3 separate regions of the Oryctolagus cuniculus genome follow, and regions 2 and 3 are each linked to region 1. A link is a contact called in public Hi-C and Micro-C data. All regions are on one chromosome and are shown on one strand. Each heading gives the region's core, a stretch centred on a gene start, on an enhancer-like site or on the middle of the called end of the contact. The rest is flanking DNA. Distances are from core to core; before and after follow the strand shown.

Evidence for each region. A called contact is a pair of places that touch in the nucleus more often than the background predicts.
Region 2: a Micro-C map of ear pinna shows a contact between it and region 1, with 6 times the contacts expected there. The contact joins the enhancer-like site here to the promoter of COL12A1 in region 1. A contact is called at or near these places in 2 of 6 Hi-C or Micro-C datasets (ear pinna and an unstated tissue).
Region 3: a contact with region 1 is called in a Hi-C map of psoas muscle, with 11 times the contacts expected there. The contact joins the enhancer-like site here to the promoter of COL12A1 in region 1. A contact is called at or near these places in 3 of 6 Hi-C or Micro-C datasets (ear pinna, psoas muscle and an unstated tissue).

The regions. Positions count from the first base shown.
Region 1 is chr5:97,313,992-97,317,606 of mOryCun1.1, reverse strand. It overlaps COL12A1 (collagen type XII alpha 1 chain), which reads right to left and starts at 1,631. Exons shown (of 51, transcript XM_051855519.2): 1 at 1,492-1,631.
Region 2 is chr5:98,716,660-98,720,274 of mOryCun1.1, reverse strand. It overlaps CD109 (CD109 molecule), which reads left to right. Exons shown (of 33, transcript XM_070073883.1): 24 at 8-89; 25 at 2,153-2,381. Among named protein-coding and RNA genes, the nearest start is that of CD109, 150 kb to the left of the region's middle. Within about 2 kb of position 1,719, at least 1 of the 8 cell types and tissues checked has an H3K27ac peak or open chromatin away from gene starts, as enhancers often do. A contact at or near this core is called in ear pinna, where this site is marked.
Region 3 is chr5:98,678,323-98,681,937 of mOryCun1.1, reverse strand. No RefSeq gene overlaps it. Among named protein-coding and RNA genes, the nearest start is that of CD109, 190 kb to the left of the region's middle. Within about 2 kb of position 1,832, at least 1 of the 8 cell types and tissues checked has an H3K27ac peak or open chromatin away from gene starts, as enhancers often do.

The DNA.
Region 1 (3,615 bases), core at 382-2,881:
TGGCCTTAGCTTTGCTATAATAATTTCCAACGCAGTTGGCAGCCGTTCTCGCGAAAAGTTAAACGCTGACAATCGATCCACCGAAAAGCTGTGTGCAGATTAAAAAAAAAAAAAAAAAAAAAAAAGCCACAGCTGAATCCTCAATAAAAACCAGAATGGGCGCGCCGCTGCCTGGGCCTGGAGCGCCACCTATCGACGGCCTGGCTCACAGGCAAAAATGAATCACCTCGCCGCAGAATACCCGCCAGCCCGCCAGCCCGCCAGCCCGCCCGGCATTCCGACCATATACGTTTAAAACAGAAATTCTCTCTTTCTTAGCCAAAACATTTATCGGAATGCCTAGCAACAGCCCATTGAGCATTCTCAGACATACACGTCTGGAAGTGGCTGCCTCGACGTGGCAGCGTGGGCTCTCCTCACTTCACCCCCATGAATGAAAATGAGTCGGGGAAGGAGAAGGGGGCTTAGGCGAGACCTGTCCGCTTCAGCCGGCTCGCCCCTCCCCGCTCGCCGCGGGAAGAGGCCGGGTTCTTAACTTTCGAGTCAAGTTTACTTGAAAATTGCACACAGAGAGACTCCCACAGGACCCCTCCCCACAGGGCCCCCGCGCGACCCCTGCCCTCTCGCCTACCCACCGGGACCTGGACGTCCCCGGGTCATCCAGGGAGGAGCTCGGCGCTCCTTTCCTTTCTTGTCTCGCATCCTCCTCAGCATTCTTTAAAAGGCTGCAAAATGCGGTCTGAGGTGGGAGGCGAGGGAGCGGAGTCCCAGGGAGCCCCAAACCAGTCACCAGAGGGTCCCCTGACGATGCCGACTCAGGGTCCCTTTTCCGCTCCCCGGGCCCCGCTCCGTGAGGGGGCCAGGACGCCCCTCGGCTGCAACCCCTGCGCTCTCCGGCATTGGCGCTCCCCAGAGGTCCCGCAGCCCTGGAGGGGGTCCGAGAAGGACTTTCTCACCAAGTTGGGAGAAGCCGGCCGAGAATGAGTTCCCGAGGGCGGCTCTGACCCACCCTGTAGGTACTTGAAAAGCAGCGGAGGAAGGCGCCGGGACGCACACCCGGGCGCGCAGCCTGGCCCGCCTTCCATACAAAGTGCGCGCGGGGGTCTCGGAAATGCCTTCCCGGGCCCCTCAGAGCCACCGCTGGAGAGGGTGGGGACCGAATGTCCAGGGAACCCGCGCACTCCGCCAAGAACTCCATAGCATCTGCGGATGAAACTGCCCGCGACCCGAACTGCTCAACGGGATGCTTGGCGTGCACCGCCGCCCTGCGTGGGCTCTCAAGAAAAGCCACATTTCTCGCTCCCCCGCGAAACGCAAGCCCACCACGAAATCCCTCTCTACTGACGCACGCTTCTTACAAATCCAAACGCTCTTTGCCCGGAATTTGGGGGTGGGAGACGCTCCCGGCAAGGTGCAGGATACAAGCGAGCCTCCCCGACTACCTTCGCGGAGGACGGGGTGGGAGGATAGGACGCTAAAAGCCAGGCCGACCTGAGGGCGCGGTGACCGAGGTAGCGGCGGCGACAGTGGGTCCCAGCTTCGGGGAAGCCGGCGCTCGGCGTGGCCCGCGCCTGCCCGGGCAATCGGCGCTGCGCCCCGGGAGCACCTGGCGGCCTCGGGCGTACAGGCAGCGGCGGCGGCGCGATCCCGGAGGAGCGGCGGGCGTGGTGGGGCGAGCGGAGAGCTCCGGGGAGCGCGGCAGGCTGCGCGCGGACGCGTCTGGAGCGGCTCGCCTTCGCCGAGTGGGGAGAGACTCCGCGCCGCGGGCTACTTAATAGAGAGAGGGCTGTTCCCAGCTCTCAGTTTACTCGGTTACGAAACGCCTGGGAAGGTGGACGGCTGCCACGGGTGATGTATGCTCCTCCGGCGGTGAAGGAGGTCTACTTTTGGGAACGTGTGCATACTTCGAGCATTCCTTCGGCGTGAGGTGGCGAGCGCCGTAGTAGCAGCGCCCCGCCGGGGGGCGGGGAGAGGGCGGGTGGGGAGAGGGGGACAGCCGCAGCCGGGTGCCCTGCCAAGGGGAGCCGCGGACTCCTCCGCCTGGGGCGGGCCGGGGAGCTCGGGTTTCCCTGGCCCTGCGATTTTCTTTAATAGATTGATTTTTTTTTCTAAGTTAAGAACAATGGGGAGCGGGAAAGCGACTGGTTTCCAGAACCGCGAGGATGTACCGTGCACTGCACCCCCACTCCATCCTGTCCCCAGGCCCCATCAACGCCACCTCCACCTTCCTCCCCCTCCGTCCTGGGTGCACTTAAAACCGATTTGCAGGGTTTCCATTAACTAACTGTCTGCGCACGCGGCGGGCCTTCTGTCTTTTTCAATCTCCGAGTGGCGATTGGAAACGCGGACAGCCGCCCGCACGGGCCTCTGAGATGGGATGGCTTTCCCAGTCCTGTCTCGCTCCCCCGGAGCTTGGGGATAGAACCGGGAATCTTTAGTTTGAGCCAGGAGGGAAGACTAGTTGAAGCCCAGGGGTCCCCAGAAAAGGAAGCCACTAGGGAACAAATTACTTCCACTACAGAAATTTCTCTGCCCAGCCCGGCAGGAGTAAAACTTGGCTTTGGACGGAAGCTCTGCCCTGGGAACCCCGCGGGGTCAAAGGGGCAAAGTGCAGTAGGTTGAAACCTCGAAGGCACCCCCCACACGCACCCTCAGTTACTACTGGAGGGCCTACAGGGACGGTCCCCTCTTTTCACGGCTCGCCCCGTCCACACAGCTCGTCTCTGGGCCCTGAGTTGGGCGGCTGGCACTCGGGGTTGCCAGGCTGCTCAGGGCGCCCGCGAAGACGCCGAGGGCACTCGCACGTCGGCCTCAGAAAAGCGCTGCGGGACGGGCTGTGATAAGAAACGTCGGTGTGGACAGTGCCATCTCGTGATGGGTTACACTGCCCGGCCTGCAGGGGAGCGAACAGTGGAGCAGCGACCCTGTAAATGCTCCCGGTGATAGAAGCAGGGGCTCCTGTCTCCAACATAAACCATAAACCCCTCTTTCCTGTTGATCTGACGTCTGCAGATTCGGCCTTCCCACTGCTGGGCATGGTAACTTCCGACCTTGCCTTTAGGATGACCGGAACTTCAGGGCGCCCCCTATCCCCACCCTGTACCTCTCGCGCTGCCTCCAGAGAGAACGGGAGGAAACCAGAGAGAACACAGGAGGGGGAAGATGGGGGGGGGGGGGAGTAGAAATCGCCACCTCGGCACATTCCCCTAGCACTCACGGCCCACTCGATGTCCAGCTGGGCAGCTCGCACAAAGAGCCCACACAGGGCCCAGGCTTTCCCCTCTTCAGATCCTCACAGCCTTAGTGTTGGCCAAACCCCCCATGCGGGAGCGCATCGAGGGGGCGAATAACCCGACGTGCGCCAAAAGGCCATCGCACAGCCTAGTCGATCTGCAGTACAAAGGAGCCCCTCGCCTTAGCCTCTGCGGAGCGGACCTAAACACCAGAGCCATGCTTCGCCCGCGTCCCGACCCGACACACGCAGAGCGCTGGGGATCTGATCCAACCCGGCTCACAGACTGCGTGGGAGGGGGCAGCCCAAGAACACAGCCTGAGAGCAAGGAATTCCCGCGGGCCGCGGTCGCGGCGCGAAATTTGGTGCGGAGCAGCGGACGA
Region 2 (3,615 bases), core at 470-2,969, 1.4 Mb before region 1:
TCTTCAGGTTACCAGAGAGAACTTCTCTACCAAAGAGAAGATGGCTCTTTTAGTGCTTTTGGGAATGTTGATCCTTCTGGGAGCACTTGGTAAGTTTTATTGCTATGAACCATGTCATGGAGCTGGCTCTCACTGCGTTACCCTGCCGCAAAATCAATAGGTGTATCTCTGTGTATTATAGATGTGGAGGCTGCTTTTCCAATATCATGGCTTAAGAAGAGAATATCATTTTTGCATGTTTTTGAAACAAAAAAATCAAGTATTTTTGTTTAGAAAAGATGGACAGAAATCCTCTTTTTTGTGTATGTGGGAAAAGCAGCAATAAAATAATTTGTGATGATGGAACAGTAAGAAGCAGTGGGTGATTGACATAATTCCTTCCTTAATTGACATGATTATAGTATATGTTGTGTTAATGAGGCAAACATGATTTCTTTAAGATATATATATATATATATATATATATATGTAAAAAACAGTGATGGGTGGCCGGCATTGTGATGTAGTGGGTTATACTGCCATCTATGTTGCTAGTATCCTATGTGGGTGGTGGTTTGAGTCCCAGCTTCTCCATTTCCAATCCAGGTCCCTCCTAATATGCCTGGGAAAGCAGTGAAAGGTGGCCCAAGTGCTTGGGCCCCTGCACCCGTGTGTGAGACCTGAATGAAGCTCCAGGCTCCTGGCTTTGGTCTGGCTCAGTTCCGGCAGCTGTGACCATTTGGGGAGTGAACAAGCAGTTGGAAGATTCATTCATTTTTTTTCTCTCTCTCTTCTACTCTCTCTGTAACTTTACTTTTCAAATACATAAATCTTTAAGAAAGGAATTAAGTCAAGAAAATCCAGTATTTCCTCTAGAATGGAATCTTCATGTGCAGATTTTGGAAGTCTGGTCTCTCCTCTTCCATTTAACCTTGTTTCCTGTTTCACTCAGAAGCAAACTGCCTAATTCTTAGGTTAGACTAGGTGTGCTTTCCTACCAACCACCCATTGCTCAGAAACTTAGGAATGAACTTCAGAGGCTTCTTGCTCATGATGCATTTCCACTATAGGTCAGCAGGGGGCTCTGTGGTCTTTGCTTGGGCTGCCACCAGCCCACTGTTCCAACTGGAGGCTCCCGGCTTTGCAGAGCAGGAGGAGAAGGTGGCAGTATGGAGCGCTGGCAATTAGAGGCTTCAGCCAGAGTGGTGTTAACATTTCTGTTCACTTCATCGTGAACAGAGTTGGTCCCTTGGCTATGCCGAGCTTGAAGGGAGCAGAGAAATGAATTCCTCTGTGTATCCAAAGTAAAAGAGAACTGGATATTATTGAATATTAGTAATGTTCACTGCACTAAAGCTTTGGTGTAAGACAAAACAGATGTGCTTTAGATTTCTCGTGACATGAGTCTGGATATAGATCTAAATAGATTGGAGTGTCTTATTGCTTGATGCTCTTTCCACTTCAATATAGTGTTCTGTAGCAGGGCTTGGCCAGCTTTTTCTGTAAAGGAACAGATAGCAGATACTTTAGGCATTTGGGGCCAGGTGGAGTCTCTGTTGCATAGCCTTTTGCCACCTCCCTTTTCTTCTCTTTTCTTTTTTTGAAAACCATTCTTAGGTGGTGGTGTGGTGGCATGTGGGGGTGCAGTGGTGTATTTGGCCTGAGAGCCAGATTTGGGCAAGCCAGATTTGTCCTGCAGGCTGTAGTTCGCCAACTCTTGTCTTGTAGGGGAGGAAACGTATCCATATCCCCATTTAAAGTCCAACAGTTTGGGAACCATATTCTGCTTCCGTGGCTTTAGGACCAAGCGAAGTTGTATGAAACTTTTGGTAATGCTCAGAACAATCCAAAGATGAGGAACCTTGAAAGTTTACTTAAGTCTCTGAGAGTGTCAGATTCTCAATCGATGAAATAATGAGCTGGACCAGCTGATTTCTGGGTGTTTTCTCACACTGATGATTTCTGAGTTGACCTGGGAACCAGGAGCACCTGTCGGGCAGGTTGTTCTCGCTGTCTCTCTGCTGTTTTTGTTGCTTGTTTTCCTTCTTCAGTGATCCTCCCTTTGGTGAATCTTCTGCTGAGGGAGAAAATTGTTAATGTTTTGCTTGTTCAGTGTTATTTGGAAGATTTTATAAAGCATATTTTCTGTAAATTTTTCCTCCTTTTCACCAAGGTTGTCAGCTTTTGTTTTAAGATGTTTTCTCGAAGCTGATCCATATATAGATATCGATCAGAATGTGTTACACAGAACATATACTTGGCTCAAAGGACATCAGACACGCAACGGTGAATTTTGGGAGCCAGGAAGAGTGATCCATAGTGAGCTTCAAGGTGGCAATAACAGTCCTGTGACACTCACAGCCTACATTGTGACTTCTCTCCTGGGATATAAAAAATATCAGGTACTTAATCTTTAATTTAACAAATGACAAGTGAAACCCAAGGAAGGTAGTTCTCAATGGGTGAAATACATGTCTGAGAACTTAGAGTTTTGCAGTAATGCATTGCATTTGAAATCTGAATTTGGGCATAAAAATATTAACCCGGAGAATAACTAAGGAAATTAAAAAAAATGCTTTCTAATACGTGTATTGTGCTTGCTATTGGTAAAGTAAGCCAATCCATATTTTTTGTGGGAAAAGTTCATTTCTCAGGGGAAAGATAATTCTTTAGTGTTTGGGAATGTGTAACAAGTGTAGGTTGTGAAGGATTTTTTATTTCTAAAATGTTATGGAACAAGCCGGCGCCGTGGCTCAATAGGCTAATCCTCCACCTTGCGGCGCCGGCACACCGGGTTCTAGTCCCGGTTGGGGCGCCGGATTCTGTCCCGGTTGCCCCTCTTCCAGGCCAGCTCTCTGCTATGGCCAGGGAGTGCAGTGGAGGATGGCCCAGGTGCTTGGGCCCTGCACCCCATGGGAGACCAGGAAAAGCACCTGGCTCCTGGCTCCTGCCAGGATCAGCGCGGTGCGCCGGCTGCAGCGGCGGCCATTGGAGGGTGAACCAACGGCAAAAGGAAGACCTTTCTCTCTGTCTCTCTCTCTCACTGTCCACTCTGCCTGTCAAAAAAAAAAAAAAAAAAAAAAGTTATGGAACAAGTACAGTGTCTGCTAGTGCAGTGCAAAGTGCACCCACTCCCTGAAAAGTATACTAAGCAGACTTGGATGCCTGGATGGGAATGAGTGTATGTGGAAAGTTATGCTAATGAGCTTAATTTGACTCCAGGACTGTCCTGGTGATTGATGCCTTTACTGGTAATTGCTGATTGCATTTCACAAAATCAGCATAAAATTCTGTTGCTTAAGCTCCTACTGTTTTCCTAGCCAGGTAGTAGGTGTGGTGATACGCTTTTCCCTGAATTTAGAGCTTCGACATCTGAAATAAAATTTGAGAAATGTCTCTTAAACTGTATTTTCTGCTTTCATCTGGGCTTATGATTTTCAGTGGCAGAAACATTTCCAAAGCTCTACTTTTTATTTCTAATTCCTTCTAAAGAATGGCCCTTATTTATTCATAAAAACTGAAAAGCAATCTTATTTTCAAAATGCATGGCAAACCTTTAAATATCAGTGATCATTGTTTCCATTGCCTATGACAAGTTTAGGTGATTAATAGATATTAAAATTATATTTTGAGTGA
Region 3 (3,615 bases), core at 583-3,082, 1.4 Mb before region 1:
AGATCATCCAAGTTGTTGTGTGTATCAACATTCATTTGCTCTTACTGCTGAGTAGCTGTTCAAGGATTTGATTCTGATGCCTCGCTGGGGTCTTAGGAATGGAGCACCCGTCACCTTGCCAACCTGACTGCTCAAGTGAAAGAACTGAATTTGATACAATGGAGAGAAACAGGTGTGCCAAAGGAAGAAGATGTAAAAGAAGGAAATTCTTAGTCATTATGAAAAGAAAACAGTAGAGTTTGGAACAATGCCTACATGTTGTCACTTCCCAAGATATGCTTTAAAGGATGCCAACAGATCTACTGTGGAAAAAACTGTTTCATGGCAAAGTTTAGGAAATCACAACATTGTCATTGCTGTAGGATTAATCTTTAATATGGTAATGCATATTTTGAATTCTAGGAGAAGGATATTATTTTTTTAACTTTTATTTAATGAATATAAATTTCCAAAGTACGATTTATGGATTACAATGGCTCCCCCCCCATACCGTCCCTCCCACCCACAACCCTCCCCTTTCCCACTCCCTCTCCCCTTCCATTCACATCAAGATTCATTTTCGATTATCTTAATATACAGAAGATCAGCTTAGTATACATTAAGTAAGGATTTCAACAGTTTGTTCCCACACAGAAACATAAAGTGAAAAATAATAGATGATTTTTTTTAAATGATGATGAAATCAGATCAGACCTATTGTCATGTTTAATCCCAGTGAGAGTCCAGTTGGGAGTTGATAATTTCTTTCTTTTCTTTTTTTTTTTTTTACAGAGGATCAGTTTAGTATGCATTAAGTAAAGATTTCAATCGTTTGCACCCCCATAGAAACACAAAGTGAAATATATTGTTTGAGTACTTGTTATAGCATTAAATCTCAATGCACAGCACATTAAGGACAGAGCTCCTACATGAGGAGTAAGTGCACAGTGACTGCTGGAGAAGGATATTATATTCCCCACTTTTCAAACTTACAGACCACCACATGATGATTGTTATTTACTGCAGAATATCTCTCTCTGGGAGTTTTCCAAGGAAAATATTTTGGGTAAAGCAGCTTTAAGATCATGAACTTTTATCATATAAAACAATCATGAACTTTTATCATATAGGAAAATGTATCTATTAAGTTGATTTTAAGGACTGCCAAGTTTAAGATTTTTAAGATTTATTAAAAATAGTAGAGTTAACCCTAACAGTGAAAACTGAACGACTATTCTGATGATCATCTTGTATGTAATAACAATAAATTGCCACTAGAGAGCAGAGTAGGATCAAAGGAAAGAAAACTCACCAACTTGTCTAATTTTAAAATTCCTGTTGTGCTCTAAAAATGAAATGAGATCTGTGGGCTTTTTCTTCTTTTTGTGCAAACAGATAATAATATTATTAAATAGTCTGCTCACTCATATTACTGTATACTGTTTAGGATGCCTTATTTTGGCTTGTAATTTATGCATAATCATTTGTTATTCTTGGAAAAAGACATGTCCAGAATGGGAGTAGCTTTCTGACTTTTATAATAGTAAATCTTGATTTCAAAACCCAAGAGATCATTAATGGTTGGACAGTTTAGAAAGAGGTACTACTGCCAAATTCTGTCATTCTTCTAGCCTGTTTTGGTTATGGAATAAGTTACAACAAGTAAGGTTTGACCTAGAATTTGTGGAATTTTAATCTCCAAATGGAATCAAAGCGACTTGACTAATCATCTAACAATTATTTATTACTATCTTTTTCCACCTACTTTTGCCTTGCAATTGGAGGTTTTCTCCTGTCTCCGCCCTGTGCTGCTTCCTTTATCCTCACAGCCCCAGAAGAATAAACAGAACTGACACAGAGCAACCTGGACTCATCCATGGAGATTCGCTTGCCTGGAAAGCTTCTCATCTTCATTGTACAACCGGAGACTCCCACATGCTTCTTTCCACGGTGAACTAGCCTCTCAGTATAAAAATATCTTACGGGAATCCAGGAAAATCCTCTCTCATGGGAGACCTGTCTAGAAATTCCCCACAAGACTGAGTGCTTTCTTCCTCCCTTTCTTGAAAGGAATGCTTGTTTGTGATACAGTTGTCCCGGTGTGAAGGGAAGATTCTGGGATGGGGGTTGCATCTCTCCTAAGAGGCCAAAATTTGGGAAAGTGGTCCTTACAGGGGAAACTGGAAATCAAGGGGTGGGAGAGGAAGCTCTTGCCTTCCCCTGGACCTCACTGTCTTGCCTGAGGACACTCCAGGCAGAGATGAAGGGTGGGACACAGGGAGGAGGCTGAAGGTGAGAGAATCGCACCACTCAACAAGATGACCTCTTTGTCAATCATTTTCTCCTGTTTAAGCTGCAGTGAAAGGAATTCAAGCCAGAGTTAAGGCTGTAAGGTTCTGAGAGCCCTGCCTCCATGTGAGGCCAATGTAGAAGAGGCAGCTTTGATTGATGAGACAGGGCAGCAGGAATTTGTAGTCAGGTTGACAAGGCCCATGGCTTTCCCTTGACAGCCTTTGTTCATCGCCACTCTCAAGGTGATGATGGATTCCTCTCGGGTACCCAGAGCAGGAATTTCTTGTAACACAGAATGCTACAGAGAGCTGCCGTCAAGTCCACCCCTGCCCCCTTAACAAAGTTGTCTCACATCTGACAGTCACTAGGAGGGGGCAGTCAAGAACATGATTCATTATAGTTCATACCAACTTAGAATTGACTCACTGGCCCAACAGTTTTCAGGAGGAAACCAGAAACCCGGGTCAGAGAGGTTAAGTGATGTTCCCAAAGTCACAGTTCAAGTCAAGGCAGGAGCTGAATCTCTGGTTTCCTGAGTTCAAGTTATTTTGATGTGGGATGTTTCCTCTTTCTTGGCCAGGTCTTACTCTGTGATGAGAGAGAAGTTTTAGGATACCAAGAGACAAAGACCAGTCAAAAAAGGTTGCCACAGGTTCTTTGCTTTCTACCCAAGACAAGGTTAAATAATGTCAGATATTAATTGCATGGTCTTCATCCCTGTGTTGAAAGAGGGTTTTTTCAAGAACTCTGGGACCCTGAGCTGTGTGAGTCATTGGTTGAAGGAACAGACATTACAGCCGACAGCCAGGGCTTGAGGGTATGGCAATACTTTCCAGAAACACGTGTGTGTGTGTATATGTGTGTGTATGTGTGTCCTGTGTTGCATATGGATGGGCGAAGTCCTGTGTCTTGCTAATTAGACATGAAAAAAATTAGCCATCCCAATTGCAAACAAAACTGAGTAAGAGAACATTCCATTTTCTCCTCAGTGCAGTTTATTTTGGGGAAGTAACATGTTGGTGACAATTGCTTAATAATCATAGGTTTTTGCCTTAGATATTGCTGTGAGAAAGAGAAATCATTGGATGGCATTGTCAGACATTCCTTCTTAGCACTTGTCCAGTTCTCTCCAAGGTGACAGCTCTCGGTGGCCACCATATGTCACTTTGTGGCAGCAGCTGATGTCAATTGCTGTACTACAATATATCCAGCATTGTTCTAAGCTCCTTCCATGTTTTATTCTAGACAAATCCTTCCAGAAGCCTTATAGGGTAAGTACAATGCTACAAATGAAGATGCTGACAATGAGGTTGGGTATGTATCACAAGATAGTAGGTAGAGACC